Linked DNA regions of Drosophila melanogaster: region 1 is linked to region 2. The links are chromatin contacts, called in public Hi-C maps. All regions are on one chromosome and are shown on one strand. The core of a region is the stretch at or near the end of the contact, and the rest is flanking DNA. Distances in the headings are between cores, read along the strand shown.

Region 1 (2,700 bases), core at 164-2,663, 1.0 Mb before region 2:
TATGTTGGCCCGCATTTGGCCATTTCTCAAGTCTTTCGGCCCGCTCCAGTGCGTCTCTTTTTCGGGCCTTAGTTTTTTGGCATTTCCTTCTCTTATTTTTTTTATTTTTTGGCAACATATGCAAGTAATTTGATTAAATTATATAATTACAGGGCCAGACATTCGAGATGGCAAGATGAGTAGACGGCAACACGGTCCTGACTTTGACGAACAGCAGCACGCAAAACGCAGCACAACCGCACCACATTATGGCCATGGTGGTTAGCATTAAGTTAAAGTTAGGCTTAATGGCAAGCTGCTCGCAGCACCGAAAAAAATGGGCGTCATTTTGGAGCTGATACGATCAACATTGATATGTTTGTAGATCGTTTTATAAATTTGTTGCAAGATTAGTGATTAGATCCCACACAAAAACTAATTTAATAAAAAAATCTATGAAGTTATTATTTTTAATTATTTTTACAAATTATTTTGCACTGTGTAGATCGTCGACTGCGACACTCATTGCAGGCCGGGACTAGTGCAATTTGTATTTCGAAAATGCAACAAATAAGCACTGGGCACGGCCTACATCAGGTGACGTTTTAATGTACCACTGCACTCACATCTCGGATGCAATCCGCTCCAAACTCCAAACTGCCCAATCCCCATACCACTCACCTTTCGCGTTCCTTTTGTGGGCCTGGGCCTTATCAATACGCCAAGTCAGCCAACTCCAGCTGGGAAAAGGAAGAGAGGAGCCAGGAATGTCCGAGTGCCACATAAACACTGTAATTACACACACATACACACACTCACTCCCAAATGCGAGAAGCTGTAATTTAATTAAGAAATATAGACGCATTATTAAAGAAAAAGGAGTAAACAAGGGGGCAACGCACATAGAAATGGCCTGGAGGCCCCACCCAGTTTGGTCAAATGGAGATGTGCCTACTCAGACTTCATTTGGCATTAGGCATTCGGCTGTGCCGGCAATTCCGACTGCAGGTTCCAGTTTTCCCGGCACATATTTTCTCGCCATATCCCGGGATGGGAATGATGGTGCGTTGGACGTCCCACAACATCGATCAGCAATCTACGTGGAAACACCTCCAGTGATTCTGGGTGGCCTTTAAGACGGGCGTAAAATTAGGTGGTAGATAGTTTATTAGCATGGTCAGCTATCCATTGCATTATTCATGGCCTACAGTTCAACTGGCTTGAATAGCTCTTCCTCAGTGAAACTATTTCCTTGGGATAGTAATCAAAGTTTAGCTTCAAGGGCCGAAGGTGGAAGCTTTCAGAAGCTTTAGGGTTGGTTCTCGCATACAGAAAGTAATAAAACTTAAGGACCTTTTTGTTTGCTTTAAGTCTGCCAAGGGAAATGGAAATATGTATATGCCCCTTAAAGGGGCAGATTACTATTGTGTAAGATAATGATGGCCCTTATAGAGGTCCGAGTTGCGCAAGGGGAACGCTGACTGAAAGACGCTCACATTCGTGGCGAAGTCATAATTGCGTCTGATCCCACAGACTTATATACATAATGTATATTTGCATTTCAGTTGACGCCTTAATGAAACCATGAAGTGAATTATTGTTTAAAATATGTATGGTCCTTTATGTAGGATTTATAGGATTCTATACCATTACAGATGTGCATCTTACAGATAGAGTATTATGCTCTTGCCGAATCTGAAAATTAATCAATTTGGATTAGTCGACCCGTTCCCCTGCCTTTAAAACAAAGCAAATAAGTGTATTTTTCCATTATGTTAATAAATGAAATGCTTGGATCTTCCACCCCGGTTACTGCGAGGCTAGAAGACTTAAAAGAGTATAATTAAATCATAAATGAATTAATCGAATTTGTCATCAATGCAGCTTTTATGCTATACGCATAGATGTAGACACGCGTGCCAATATCCCTACCCTCAATTTAAAAGTGTAACTTAAATCTACTCGTCCTCCTCCTGCGACTCGCTGCTCTGATCTACCGGATCGACCTCATCCGTCTTTTCTTTGCTGCCGCTGTCCTCGTTGCGAAGCGAGGACTGGACCAATTCGCGGGTGAACTTCTGCACCAAGCGCAAGGCAGTGGCCGCTGGCATATCGCACAGGGAGTGGCACATGAACTCGCCAAATCCCCGGAATTTGGCGTACGCCGGTGGCAAGGGGGCTAGAGGTTGTGTTGGATAGTATCCGGATATCGACAGACTGTCGTCGACTCGGCGTTTCGACGGATGATCGTCCAAGTGCTGTGATCCACGCTTATTGCTCCTCATGGGATTAACAATTGGACTACTGATGATGTACTCCGGCTGGTTTTGGTGTCGTCGGTGATAGCTTTCCGCAAAGTGATTGTAGCCCTTGCCATTGGGCATTTCTCCATTCGTCGAGCGCTGGCTCTTGTTGGCTTCGTCAGAGTTATTCAGGGGAATCCTAAAAAGAAATGATGTCTTGTTATTAGCAAATGTTACGTTAGGCAGCAATGGATCATGGACTTACCCTAACACTGTGGTCACGGGGAGTGCCTGCTCGCAATCGAAGATCTCGGAGTCGTCCTCCAGTTCGTCCTTGATGCTGTTCATATGCCCGTTGCTGTCGCTCCGGCAATCGTCCACCTCGTAGGTCTCCTCATCCTCCTCCTTTACGCTCATGTTCTTAAAGCTGCGCCTGGGCCGTATGTGATCCCCCAGAAACTGGAGGCTTTCGAATAGA
Region 2 (2,700 bases), core at 95-2,594:
CATAGCGAATGGATCTACCAACAGACCAGCGACTGTGATTCCCCCGCCGATCGCTGATGTTGCACAAACCAGACAAAAGCGAAAACTAAAAGCAAAAAAAAAACCAAGGGAGAGAGCCGCGAATGCGAAACTTTGATCGCTGGCGAGCAGCAATTAATAATAGAAAATAAACGGCGGTGTTGCTTAAGTGTGAGTGGATCAAAATTGACGATTAATCAGTTTAAAGGTCTTGCATTGCATCTATTGTTTGTTATGTTGTTTAAGAATTAATTAGGGAAATTGTTGGCAGCAGCCTAGATGCGGTTACATGCATTATTAGTCATCCGAAATAGTAGGGCACTTTATGTATGTATATTCCATTGGTTTGGACAATCATCTTATAATGAAGCTACATAGCAAAAAAAAAAAAAAAATCTAAATCTGTGTATATTCTTCCGATATGCACTTTTCAAATGAAATGTTCAAAATTCGTTATCAGTACTTAAAATTTCTCACTATGTACAAGCTTATCTCGGGATCCTTCCCAAAGAAGATAAGCCATTGTTTCTCTTGTCGACGTGTAACTATTGGATCCACCAAAAAACCCAAAGCACATGGCTCACCCGGAATTTAGAGCGACTTTCTTATAGAGTATATGGTAAATACGGTAAATGAAGCGCAACGATATCCATAGCGACTTTTGGACGCTTACCTTGCCCGCAATTCAAGGTGAAATGACGACGAACAATTGAAGTCACTGAAATGTGTATACATTCCGAGCAAATGGGCAATTATTATTAATAAATCGAGCTGAATGGCTGCTATCGGAATTCAGGGGCTTCGACTGCCGACCATGCTCATGAATATGTGGAAGATGATGATGATGATGAGGTTCATCCGGTATTGGCCAACTTTGCGAGTGTTTTGCATTCGCCTGGTTAAATTGTTATTGTTTTTGTTACATATACACACATGGAGATTATGAGGAATCCAAGGAAACTGGTTGCTCACACACGCACACCAACGCACTGCGACGGAGCCACTCACGCACACTACCAAATGGTCGGCTAACTGCGCAAATAATGCGGCTTCTGTGTCGGCCTTTGTTACTCACTTTACTTAACCATTTACATCGGACACTGGACTTCACTGCGCTGCGATTTTTCGACACTTTGGAAGCAGAAAAGTACGTATTTTGTTTGTGCTCTGCCAATGGTGTGACCGTACACCGTTGGGCGAAAAATCACCTATAAGTGTGGGGGTGAAAATTCATTAGCCAACACTGAAATGCTTATCGATAACATTTAGCTATTTTTAGTATTAGCTAACTGGTATATATTAACGGTCATCATAAGGTCACACTGCAAACGGTTAAACGAACGGCCACATTGTGTTGGACCGATGATGTGGATTTAAAAGTTAAATATTTCAAACTTAGTTATAGCAAATAGCTATGGACATCACCCAGAGCTTCAAGGCCAGCGTAATGACGGTGCGCCTGCAGCGCAAGGCCGAGCTGGCCGGAAAGGCCAAGCCCGCCACAGTGCCGACAAAAACTGGACCAATTGGCCCAAAGGATGACTTCGCCAAGCAGGCCAAGGAGGTGTGCAACAAGATCACTTCGCTGCGCAATGTGCTGATCGAGAACCGCACCGCCTACATGCGCATTGGCCAGCACCTCAAGTCCGCCGCACACATGACCGACGCGCAGCGGGATCTGATTGATCGCGAGTCGGAGAAGTTCGTCACCTTTTACACGCAGCACCTGGCCAAGATGCGCAGCGATTGGAAGAGCGCCAAGCGGAAGCCGCAGGAGCGTCAGCACATCGACGCCGTGCTGGACCTGCTGGTCAGCTATTTGCACAGCGTGGAACAGATCTATCTGGACCAAAAGAAGTACCGTGTGCAACACGAACTGGAAACCTATAGGCTGCTCAAGCTGGCGGCGGACAAAAAGAAGATACCAGTGCGTCCGGCGGGCAGCAACAGTGGCAAGCTGGGCAGGCGCCAGGTCAGCAACGATGACAGCGAAGCCACGAAGTCATCTTCACAAGCAAATGGCAACCACGACGAGTCCGCCGACAATGACTGGAATAACGACGCCTGGGGCGACTGGGATGAAGACGAGGAAGGCGACGAGGTGGACGATCACGATGGCGAGAAGGGCAAGGAAGCCAATCAGGCCAATCAACACAAACCGCGTACGCGCAAACGAAGCAAAGCCAACAGATCGGATCTGAACAACTCATCCTCCAAGATGGCTCTGGATGAGGAGCTCCAGCAGCAGCAGGAGGCCGACGATGACGATCCCCTAAGCGCCGAGGATGTGCAGCTCTTCGAGGCGGAGAACGTACACATCTACAACTTTCTGCAGGGCGTCTCCGAGGAGGTGGAGCAGATCGAAAAGAACGTGGTAGACATTGCCCAACTGCAGGACATTTTCACCGAAAAGGTAAGATGGCATGATAACACAAGTCCCAAGGAATCCTTGCTGTTCTTAACAACGATATCTTTAGTTTAATTTTGGTGAGAACATATTGCTCCATATTGCCAAGAATACTTAGTGGGTTTAAGTGGCTGCCCATATGTTTGTCGACTTAATCCTTCAATTAAAAATATTAATTGGCTTCGCTAAAATCCACATCCTTCGCGATTACAATGGATGTATAAGCCGGGCTCTTATTAGCATGCAATTAATTATTAACTAGATCCAGATAGATC

Evidence for each region. A called contact is a pair of places that touch in the nucleus more often than the background predicts.
Region 1: a contact with region 2 is called in a Hi-C map of the Kc167 cell line, with 5 times the contacts expected there. A contact is called at or near these places in 6 of 107 Hi-C or Micro-C datasets (the D17-c3 cell line, the Kc167 cell line, the S2 cell line and 2 more).

What each region holds. Positions count from the first base shown.
Region 1 is chr3R:25,649,285-25,651,984 of dm6, reverse strand. It overlaps lncRNA:CR45917 (long non-coding RNA:CR45917), which reads right to left and starts at 1,413. Exons shown (of 1, transcript NR_133452.1): 1 at 428-1,413. It overlaps jigr1 (jing interacting gene regulatory 1), which reads right to left. Exons shown (of 6, transcript NM_001347754.1): 5 at 2,488-2,700; 6 at 111-2,421. The coding sequence ends at 1,938. It overlaps mir-92b (mir-92b stem loop), which reads right to left and starts at 587; the gene lies at 488-587.
Region 2 is chr3R:24,624,206-24,626,905 of dm6, reverse strand. It overlaps Syx18 (Syntaxin 18), which reads left to right and starts at 1,344. Exons shown (of 2, transcript NM_079761.4): 1 at 1,344-2,431. The coding sequence starts at 1,433. atl (atlastin) reads right to left here and starts at 1,235. Exons shown (of 5, transcript NM_143017.3): 1 at 1,094-1,235.